Regions from separate parts of the Gasterosteus aculeatus genome. Here region 2 is linked to region 1. A link is a contact called in public Hi-C data. All regions are on one chromosome and are shown on one strand. Each heading gives the region's core, a stretch centred on a gene start, on an enhancer-like site or on the middle of the called end of the contact. The rest is flanking DNA. Distances are from core to core; before and after follow the strand shown. Region 1 holds the start of rab26 (RAB26, member RAS oncogene family). Region 2 holds the start of nt5m (5',3'-nucleotidase, mitochondrial).

Evidence for each region. A called contact is a pair of places that touch in the nucleus more often than the background predicts.
Region 2: a Hi-C map of tail fin shows a contact between it and region 1, with 3 times the contacts expected there. The contact joins the promoter of nt5m here to the promoter of rab26 in region 1. A contact is called at or near these places in 2 of 6 Hi-C or Micro-C datasets (tail fin and whole body).

What each region holds. Positions count from the first base shown.
Region 1 is chr5:5,466,060-5,471,755 of fGasAcu3.hap1.1, reverse strand. It overlaps rab26 (RAB26, member RAS oncogene family), which reads right to left and starts at 1,871. Exons shown (of 9, transcript XM_040176431.2): 1 at 1,396-1,871. The coding sequence starts at 1,572. lmf1 (lipase maturation factor 1) reads right to left here. Exons shown (of 11, transcript XM_040176427.2): 11 at 5,256-5,696.
Region 2 is chr5:5,640,882-5,647,026 of fGasAcu3.hap1.1, reverse strand. It overlaps nt5m (5',3'-nucleotidase, mitochondrial), which reads left to right and starts at 1,548. Exons shown (of 5, transcript XM_040176332.2): 1 at 1,548-2,555; 2 at 3,061-3,161; 3 at 3,969-4,029; 4 at 4,153-4,267; 5 at 4,978-5,759. The coding sequence starts at 2,271. The coding sequence ends at 5,117.

The DNA of each region.
Region 1 (5,696 bases), core at 622-3,121:
GGACACAGACGGACGAGACATAGTCAGATGTTGAAGTCAAATGTGTGTGTGCCTGCGTGTGTGTGCGTTTGCTTCCCTTTCCCTTCCATCTGACGACAGAAAACTCTCTTTTGTGCCTCTTGATGCGTACAGCATCATCCGATATACGCTCTGATATGGAACTTCAAAAGCGTTGGACTCTCTGGAACACATGACACTGAACTGTGGTGTGTGTGTGTGTGTTACAAAAGCCATAGAGGGGCAAAGAGCAGTGGCGTAGACAGGCCCGAAGAGCAGGAGCTGTTGTTAATCAGGGCGCAGAATGAAAGCTTCCATCCGCAGGATGATAATTTGCATATGCTCAACGCATTAGCATCAGAGTCGCACGGACACTTTTTTTATTTCTTTGTGTCGCTGCTCCAAATAATGATTAATTATCAGCTCATTAGTTCGGTTTCAATCATGTCTGGACATAAACAATAAAAAGAGAAAATGTAAGAGTAAATATTTCCCAGTTTTTTGAAAATCAAAAAGATCTTTTTTAATGGCAGCAAAAATATGATTTTATAAAAACATTAAAAAAAAAAGGTGGGTATTTTTCTTTAGCATTCTACCAAATAAAAGATGGCTATTTAAAGTCCTGAAAATGTGGAGTGTGGAGAACAAGCCAGTTGTTTTGTCATTATGTCCAATGCTACAAAACACAAAACGCCCACTTATCTCATAAATAACAGACCATCTCATTTTGTTATTCTGCTGGATTGTAGTTGTGGTGCACGTAATGCTGCACTTGTTTCAAGCTGTTACCAAACCTTTGCATTTGCAGGCACCTAATATTATATAATACAGTTTTGTGATTGAACAAAACAATCTGCACCAGCATTCATTTTGGGACAATGCAATCAGTGCAAAATAATGGTGAAATTGTACACATGCAAAAGGCACATTTATGGAAGAAAATCTCCACCAAGAACCGCAGAGATTAAAATATATGCATAAGAGAGAGAAAACATGCATGCCACATTATAAACATTTCAAAGTCAAAATATAAGACAAATTTGAACGTAAGAGCGTTCGTTTGGTGAGTAAAAAATGTAAAATGCCCACCATGTTAATTAAGCGCAACAAAACAATATTAGCAGAAACTTTCAGTCACTTATTGTCATTACTTTTTTTTTTTACATCAAACTTTGGCATTATCTTTACTTGATCGCAAACGTCCACCAACTGTTCACAAAACTAACGCCCCTTGCTTGAATCATCTTCATTTTCAATGTGCTTAATTCACGGAGACGACTCTGCGAAACGTTTCAACCCTTAAAAAGCGCGAACTGTACGGAGCAGATGTCCTCGCACTAATTGAACGCACGCGCGTGGAACCGCTCACTCAATTAAGCACGCGCTGCCCGCGCTCACCTTGAAGGCGATGTCGTAGAACTCCCCGCTGTTGCTGATGGACGGTCTGCTGGGATAAACCAGTCCGGAAGACGGAGCGGCGGCGGCGGCCAGACCTTTGGCCGTCCTCCCGCCGCCCGGCGACGCCTTGGGGCTCCTGGAGCTCCCTTTGCCTTTCGCCGCCTTCTTCCTGGACATGGCTGCGACGACCCGTTCGGCTGCGAGCGGTTCAGAGGAGGACAGTTTTGAAACGCACGAAAGGGCTCCTTTTCCTCGCGGAGTTGTGGTCGAGGCGAAATAAGTTCACCTGTGCGTCAAAATCATGGCTGTGCGTAAAGCGGAGACGGGCAGATACTGGCTCGAGCGCGAAACAGCTGTTGTCCCGGTGGTGCGGCTGGATGACAACGTAAACAGCCCTCGCTCCTCCCTCCCTCGTGCTGTGATGTTGGGAGCGCGTGGAGGCTTGATGGTTTCAGTGGGTTTCTATGGGGAAAGTCCACCCTAAACCGGAAATGATGTACTTTTCTAACAATGTTGACTCCCAAAAATAATTGCTGTCCCTTCTAAGCTTGGAACGACAGACGGATGAGGGAACATTTCTGATGCCACAGTTGTGATCATGATGATCAACGATTCGTAGACACTGTTTTAATTACTCTTGTTCCAAATAGTTATTAGCTGAATCACCATAATGGTTTTATAATGACATGTCTGCCATCTGGTATTTACATCTCCATCACTGCTCAATCCTTTAAGTAAAAACTCAGTTATACAGTGTAATATGAATCAAATGTAAATTGTTATTTTAGGGTGGATTTTTCTTTTAAAAGCTCAGGCTTGTGCGCCCGCTTGTATTGGGAAACTGACATTTTGAAATTAAATTATCCATTACTCTGGTCCCCAAATTTTCAGACTGCCCCCTCGGGCCGTTTGGGTAACGCTGGACAAGTACACCAGCCGTTCAGTAGACGTACTGTAAAATTAGGACCTTTTTAGAGCAGTCCGGAGTGTGTCTGGACAGGTCAGCCTCCGGGTTTCTGTTTTACACCGTAAATGGACTACTTGTAGCGCTGATCTAGTCTGCAACGTGATTTTAACACTCAATGCCATTTACGCATTCATACGCTGCTTGCCTGGCCCCTCTTGCAATTCGGGGTCAGGTGTCTTACCCCGACACATCGGGATGGACTAGATCTGACCGCTATTGTTCTGATTGAGGGATGACCCACTCTACGTTGTGAGCCACAGTTGTCATTGAAGAATGTGGAATTCAAAGTTGCTCTCAAAACTAATCATATCCTCAATCAAATTAACCCAGAAAAAAAAGTCAGTTGTGAAGGTACATGTATTAAGTTAGACATGGCCACAGGCCAAGTACTGCTACCATGGGAGTCAAAGTATAAGAAAGCCTGATGACACATTTGTGCTGATGAAAAACAGGAAAAAATTATGACGCAGGCAAACTTCCCTTTTTTTACATCTTGTCAGGCCAAATTTGCACCTTTTTTTTCCGAGAGAGAGAAAACAAGTCTATTTTACTCATTTTTACAAGACAAGTGTAAAATGCATTAAATTGTCTTAAACAAAACATCAAGAATAGAGCCAAAAAATGACATTGATCAAAAGGCACACTTCTATTTCATTCTGCAGGTATTTGCAGGATACGAGGCTGGAGTACCCAGAGAAAACACACGCATCTGTTGCATATTAACATCTCTCATGGCAAATTCCAGGCTTCACATCAATAGGTAACATCTGTTACTTCTTCTTCTACTACTTCTGTCATGACATGGAACGTTTTTTGGAAGTATTTTTTTTTTCACCATTATTGGGTGACTCAACCTTCACCTCACTGTGGTACAAGGGTGAAGACTAGGTGGCCAGAAACAGAAACATGACCGCGTGAACTGTAGGGAGAAGATGTCCTCGCGTAGATGTTTACTGGCTATCAGTAGCTAGTAAACAAGGGGAAGGCTGAGCAGGAAGTTACGCATTTCGTGCAAAAAATGGCAACAGTGCCCTCAGACGTAACGGTGTAACAGAAGGTAGGACGCTGTCTGTCTGGACGGCGTTATCAGCGGTGACCCCCGTCTGCGGTGCAGAACGGTGGCTGTGAGCAGGCCGGAGGGGCGGGTTTACTCACACTGAAAAAGAAAAAGGCTCTGCATGCTGACTATGTAAACGAAACCCAGAGCAGCTTCGATTACAACACATACAGAGGGCGTGTGCTCTAATAACCCACATTGTTCCTCTGGACAGAGAGAGACCGCCAATGCCATCTAATGGAGCTGGTATCTAGTGGCCATTAGAGGATCTGCACTCCACTGTGCAACCATTGAGGAGCAGCTTGGAGAGTGAAAACACGCTCCTAATCTTTCAGCTCGCAGACAGTCCTTGTTCTGCATCAACTGTGACGATGCGCACACTACGCGGCGCTTTATGTAACCGTGAACAGAGGGATGGCCTGCTGACTCACTGGAGCGTCTTCTTCTCCTGCAACATCCCTCTTTTAGTTCGAAGCCTCCACACCTGAAAGCTGCCCAACTGGAAGGCTTCTGATGTGATTCATTTACTCACAGGGAGGGAATCAAACCGACAACCCATACCGTTTTTTGGTCTTAACCTGTCTTTGAGCACTGCTGCCGCCCACAATTTTCCAGGTTATATCACAGGACCCCGGGGAATGAAGAGCGAGGCAAACTGGAGCTGTAGTCATGAGACAGGCGCCTGTCCCTGCTGACACAACAGGAGCGCAACCGACGGCCGCGCGATCCGTAAGTCAACCGTCAAAGTCGCACGAGACATCAAGAAAAGCTGAAGAAAAAAGGGGGCTTCTGGAAGGTGGTCCGCGGTCCGAAGGTGGGGAGCACAGGATGCTGGAGCTGTGATGAGGAGACTTAAAAACCTCCATGCTGTGCGAGTCCCACCGAGGACCACTGACCAAACGCTGATGATGACGAACGTACCTCGCCACATCTAATTACTCTTTTAACCATTTTTCACAGTACATGTCTGGACAGAAACAATCGTAGAGCCGTTTAGTACTGAATAAATTAACACGTTATTAAGAAGTGATCCCGTATGGAGGATCTAATGACATCTAGTGGTGAGTTCACTTATTGCAACCAACTGAAGCTTCTCCCGTGTGGCTGTTTGTGTGGTTTGTCCACTGTGAGCTACTGTAGAAACATGGCCTTGTTATCTAGTGATAATACACTATAGAAACCATAAGTATTAATATGATATTCCAGCTCTGCCAATAAATCCCTTCTTGATGCTACATGCAGTTTTATGTGGAGCAATAACAACATAAAAAGTCATTGTGAATCAACTGTGAGGATGATGTGGCACATGACAGGAAGTAGGCAACAAGTAGAAGCATCCACATTTAAGCTGCACCGCACCTACTAAACAATAGGGACAAGATTCAGGCTACTCCTCGGAAAATATCTTCGATAGGTGGGAAGAATTCAAAGCCCCAAACCGGCTTGACAGGCGAGGGTCTGGGAAGGCTTGGTTGAATTAAGATAATTGTTTCATTTAACTTCCATACACATTACTTCTTTTTTTATTGTTATGAGGGACAAAGATTTAAGGCTGCTACTGGAACATACACGGTACCCAACTCTAACTTTAAGAAAGTATTCAAGAATGTGGATGCAGGAGTGAAGCATAAAGCCCAGATAGCATGAATTATCTGGGGAACTGCGCTATCTAGTGGCCTCCCACCATTACTACTCCATGTTAATGTGGACAATATGGATATATCTGCTCAACATTGGGGGTTTTTCTTCATAAAGTTGTTGAAAACAGTTTATACGTATCGAATTTCTCGAATCATAATTTAAATGAGGTTTTGTCAAATATACACACAGACTGTATTTCATTAAGAAAGATTTACTTGTGCTGATGTGGTAATTAAAGACTGTTTGGCATAAGTAGTTAGAGGTAAATTCCCTCGTAAAGCCATTCCAGAGACAATTAAAAATGTCAAGAGCTTGACAGGCATTAAAAAGTTAAACATGGAAATATGAATTTCGACCAATAATGAGAAAATGGACCAGCTAGAATGACATTTTCAGCATCACAGAGATGAACAGCAACAACATAATAATATTATAAAATGAAGCTGTTTTCTATGGAAATAAAATCTGCACTGAACAATTCCGCATCATCGAAATTTAAATACACACATTGTGTTGTGAGATACAAGAACTTCATTCGAGACTCATAGAATCAATCTCACAGATTTATTCCGTCAATGAAACCTTAAAAAGAATCACATCGCTTCCGAGAACCTTCCAGGTTTTATGAAGCAGTTC
Region 2 (6,145 bases), core at 299-2,798, 180 kb before region 1:
CAGCTTCTCCCATTTCTGTATTTTCAGCAATTTCAAATTCATTTCAGCTTTTCAAATATCTGTCATTTCAGCAAATGTATTCAAATTCCCTTCAACTTTCTGTATTTTCAGCTATTTTCAAATATTCAGTGCAGCTTTCAGCTTTTTGCATTCCAACGCATTTTCAGCAGGAAATGCCTTTTCTAGTATTTCTTTATATTTCGATAGAAGATAATGAGTCAAAAAAGAATGTAAAGACGGGATCTTCTTTTGTGTTGTATTTCAACTCTTAGCTTTGTTAAATGCTGCACTTCATCTTCCACACTGCCAATTTTGAAATTAAAATATTATGTTTTCCTGCTGTGCTGGTCTTCACTTTTTGGCATTAACACTTATTCAGCAAAGCCATTGGAAATTTCAATATTTTCAGAAATTGAACTTAATTTCATCTTTGAGCTTGCTGGTAAATTGTCATTTTTATATCATGAGCATTTTTTTTTAAATTCATTTCAGTTTTTCGGCTTGTTGGTACATTTTCGGATTTCTGTATTTTCAGCCGTTTTTGAAATTCATTTTAGCTATTTTTTGCAAGATTTCACATTTATTTCAGCTGTTTTCATTTCTGCTTTTTCAGCAAATCTATTGAAATTCCTTTCAGCTTCTCCCATTTCTGTATTTTCAGCAATTTCAAATTGATTTCAGCTTTTCTAATATCTGTAATTTCAGATGTATTCAAATTCCCTTCAACTTTCTGTATTTTCAGCTATTTTCAAATATTCAGTGCAGCTTTCAGCTTTTTGCATTCCAACGCATTTTCAGCAGGAAATGCCTTTTCTAGTTTTATTTTAAGGACTTTTTAACCCATAGTTCTTGTCACAGGTAGACTTCAACGTGCTGCAGTTGTCTAGTTCTGAATACAGTTCCTCCTTGAAGGAAAAGGAAAATACAGGAACTGACGTATAATTTACCGTGTTTTAGCAAAGATGTTATAAGCTGTAAGAGCTCCTGCCTAACAGACTTTTAAGCATCATCTAATAGAACTGGATATCCAAGCTTCGTGTACTTGAAAAATACAACTATTGCAAGTAATTTTGTGATTGTCTAAATTTCAGTTTGAGTATTCATCCACGCATCCGTCTCCAAATTGTTGATATTGTTCCGTGCTCATACCCAAGAGCTTGTTTAGAGCATTAAGACACAATAGAGAATAACAATTTTAAAAGTTCTTAATTATTATCTGACTGTCGTTACAATTCAGAAGAGATGTTCTGACAGGTAATGTAAATGTAGTAGATAATACCAGCACCCTTATTCATTGGTGGCCCTCACGCCTTAACTATTTATTAAGCCTTTCAATATGGCTGCGTATTAGGTTCATCACCTTTTATAAACCTAATATGAATTTGATTATTTTTGAAGATACTTGTTGCAGGCTTAGTAGATATGGTATTGTTGGTTTTGCTGTACCACTATATCTACCATTAGCAAATCTTCCATTAAAAAAAATCACACCAAGTGTGATTCTGTGGCAAATGAAATGTCTGGAACATCTCTCTGATGGTGAGCAAACAAAAGAAAGAAAAAACAGCTCAAATGTATACAATTGTACATATCGTGGACAGCTTTCTTTTTGGTCACATACAGGCATAAATATCCTACAACTATAATAATAACAATAACGGTTTTGGGAGGACGTTTTCTTTCTTTATTAATTCTAAATTAGCAATCTGCACTGCAAATTGTGCCAAAAGTGGTTTTCATACAAAATAACGGAGTGAGCCATCCATCTCTTACAAAGATCTTTGCTGGTAGTACAGTTCGTCCTCGCCGCTCGGCCTCTCTCGGTGGCGCAGTACTAATCGTGTACTAACGTTTCCCGTGTTTCGCTCAGGTAGCTCCAGCAGCCGGGCGCCACCGGGGCCGTGGTGGGATTGAGCGCGGTGTTGATTTCGCCCGGGCAGTAAATACACACTGACAAAACAGCTCACATTACACTGTCCAAAGGCACGTCACCGCTGACTGTCTGCTGCTGTGCGGCTAACGCTAGCTAGCGGCTGTTAGCATCAACGGCTGACTGAATGAATAAAGTTAAGCCGACAAGTTAGCGAAACATTTCCCGAAACGACGCAAATAACCACACACGGCGAATGCAAAGTGTGTGAAAAAACACCCGCCGCGGTATTCGGACAGCTTCCGAGCTTTCCCATGCGGACTCTGGCCACCGCGTTTATCGTCGTTGGGAGAGGGCTTAGCGGCGAGGACAGCGGCGACCGCTCACTCGAGAGGCGGCCATGATTTCCCTGTTCGCCGCTTCACGCCTGCTCGGAAGAGGGAAAACTCGTGATCCTTTTAAGAGGATTTGCGTAAACATGTCGTCGTCGTCCTCCTCTTCCTCCTCTCGCTCGGGTAAGAGACTGCGGGTTCTGGTGGACATGGACGGGGTGCTGGCGGACTTCGAGGGGGGGTTCTTGAAGAAGTACCGGGCCCGGTACCCGGACGACCCCCACATCCCCCTGGAGGACAGGAGAGGGTTCTGGGTGTCCACGCAGTACGGCCAGCTGAGGAGCGACCTGTGTGTAAGTGACGTGTTGTACGCGTGTCTCATATTGTGCTCTTATGGATAATGGGTCCCCCACATGTGGGCCAGACCCCCCCCCCCCCCCCCCCCCGGCTGGCTCCCCAGGGTTCCCTGTCAGATAGTTAGTTAATTAATAAACGACATGTACACACTGTGAATGATTGACAGCGGCTCTCACTCTGTTGAGGTTGCAGTTGAAGGTTGATATTGATAACCAACATATGCACCAATTCAGTGCACCTGCACAGTGTATTCCAACCACTTTTGTATATAGTTCATGAATTTTAGTCAATATCTGAGGGGACGTATTTCTGACTGGTGACATATCCTTCAGATAAAATAGCAGTGTCATCGTAAACCGTGGTCTGCGTACAAGGTCCGTGTTGAACTCGAACACACGCGAAGAAATGCCACACAAATGTCTTTCCCAGTTACTGCGGTGTCATACATGCATACACCTCATCAATAAGCTACACACTGCTTTTCTTCTTCTGTTACTCCAGGAGAAGGCCATCAGCATCTGGCAGTCCAAGGACTTCTTCATAGAGCTGGAGCCGCTGCCAGGAGGGGTGGAGGCGCTCAAGGAGATGGCCAAGATGGACGAGTAGGTTGTGGAGATGCACGTTCCCTCACGTGACGTGGCCACAGGTCTGGTGGCTGCTTGACGTAACGGTAACGTGCAACGTTGTTGTCTCAGCAACTCGACGATGGCAATGACTCACGTGTGCGAGCTCACGGTGGGGGGGCGATCGACGTGAGGAGTTTGTGCCTTAAACTGCATAAATTCACAAGCAGTTTGAGGGGAGGAAAACAGGAGAATAGCAATCTGGGAACAGCTCTGGATTTGAATACGTACGGAGTTTTAACAAGGTAATAAATAATTGCAGAGAAACTAGTGAGTAAGAAACACGGCTTTACGATCTTGACTTTGGAACAAATATGAGACTCTTCATTAGAGTATTTCACCTCCTGGCATTTAACATTCGCAGTCGACCATATTGCGGTGCCACTTGAACCTCATCTCTGATTTGGACAAACATTGTCTCCTTTTCATCTTGACCCACGACTTCTTGGATTCACTTGAGTCGGCGTGGGGGGAAACTCCGCGTAGCATTCTCAGAAGCACTCAACACAATGGAAGAACCTCCCAAATTAGCCCTCATAGTTATGAAACTGTGTGTTTACATTTCCTCCCCTGGTGGAAATGAATGGCTCTGTTTTACCGCCCGTGTCTGAGTGAGTGCGTTTTCTTATCAGTGAAATCTGATCTCTTGTTCTTCACCCCTCTTGTTTTCCTTCCAGCGAGGTGTCCCACCGACTGTCTCCAAACTAGCTATTGCCTCCATCTGTCATCATTTAGATGATATAATTATCGGAAAAATGTACCTATGTTGTCCCTTTCTCTCTGCAGGACAGATGTCTTTCTTTGCACCAGCCCAATAAAACATTACGAACACTGCCCATATGAGAAGGTAGGCCCTCTGCCAATCCACATGGATTCTGCTCCCTTTGGAAATTACAGCTGTGTCCTTTTTCCAATTAGATCTCATTTGTTGTGTGTGTGTGTGTGTGTGTGTGTGCGTGCGTGTTTGCAGTATGCATGGGTGGAGAAGCATTTGGGTCATGACTTTCTGGAGCAGGTCATCCTGACCAGAGACAAGACGGTGATCACCGGAGACCTCCTCATAGACGACAAGCCTGACATTTTAGGTGAGGACTGTTTGTGTTCGGCCCGTCACAACCCGAAAAACTCCAACACGATCCAAATGAACATACATACGAATTCTGTGTAACAATTATATTACCCCAGATGGTAGTGACGACAATGCAACTCCCATTTCAATAGCTGAACATTTGCTAAGCTTCGGCCCTACAGTACGTACGTACTATGGTACGTAGGCCCCGCTTGGTTACACATGTCTTTTGCGTGGGACTAATGTCCTCCAATTGTGACGCTTTTACCGTCAAGTCCGTCCGCTCTGAGGAATCGGACTCTCGCTTTGAGCTCCCCTTCAGAGCCCTGGTAGAAACCTGGTCCCAAGGCCAGCTGTACAATCATTTCAGTGTATATATTGTACATGTATGTACATACAGAAAGACAATCTGCAACAACAGCAGATTTAAAGTATGAAACTGTGTCGAACATTTAAAAAGGAATAAAGAAAGAAAGAAGGAGAAGAAACCCGAATGCGCGCGGCTTGCATCACCCCGTCCCCGTAGTGTCACGTGGGTGTTGTTATTTTTTTCATGCGTCTTCTTCGGTGCCTCTTTCACACCTTTCGAAGACAGCTGCCGCAGCGCCGTTAGTCAGGATCTGCCGCGGCCGTCTAAAGCGGTGGCGTGTGGACGCCTCACGCACAGGAGCACGCGCGGTTTGCTAGGGATGTGATTGTTTGTGCTTCACGTGTGCCCCCGATCAGGCGTGGAGCCGGAACCGTCGTGGGAGCACATCCTGTTCACCGCCTGCCACAACAGGCACCTCGGCGTCAGCCCCTCCCAGAGGCGGCTCCTGTCATGGGCCGACGACTGGAGGGCCGTCCTGGACAGCAAGAGGCAGTGAGGTGGCCCCCCTGATTCCTGATTGACGAGAGAGGCCGGCCACTTTTCACCCGATCATCACCCCACCGGCGGGGGTCTCGAGGCTCTGAGGAAATAAGCTAACTTGCAGAATTTGTTTCTGAAAAGAAGTTTGGTAAACATATGTGATCAGCCGCATTCACAATAACATACAGGTTGGAAGTTTTACACACTGTAGAAGAAGGAGAAGACGTGCACTTGTTTGACCACAAGGGGGCACTCAGAGACTAAGTGTGAAGTGAGCCGCCACTCACTGAGGAAACTGGGACAACAAAACATTGAATTCCAAACGGGCACGTGGTAAGTCTGAAGGCACATTGGACCTGCATACTCTGTCTTTTGACTGTGGACATTTCTTTTCAAAATCAGACACATTCAGTTGAGTATGCAATACGTAGATATACTGCAAGAAAGTCACCTGGCCTCGCTAGCACTCGCATGTCATGGTATTCGGGGAGAATACAGCGATGCAACATGGGTCACTGAGTAGTCATTTTTGCAATTATACATGTACAACGGTTTCTCTGAGGGCGCAGAGAACCGGTATGGTGCTTTTTTCCCCCAACAATGACCGATGCTGAAAAATAAAACCTCACTCATACATATATGAATGTTGCCAAAACCATCCCTTGTGTTAGTCATTGGAAAATGTGTCCTATATTATATATTTTAAAAGAGTTATGATTTATATTGACACGTCTTATTTTGAAGGCCAGCCAGTCAAACTATCACCAGTTAACCATATTGTGTTCATTTATTTTCAAAATCCTGCAATTTTCCCATTGCAAATACACTAAAATGACTTGTTACCTAAAAATAATGGACAGTACACAACCCTACTGTCTGTTTTAGGACGCTCTTCACCACATGTGTGTTAGCAGTGGTCAATCGGGTTGGTTTACAATTCACTCGGTCCTATTTCTTATTAATATATTTTCTTATACTGCATCAGACGAGTTAATGATCAAACAAAACTTCGACGCAGTACTTTGACCACACAATACAATTATT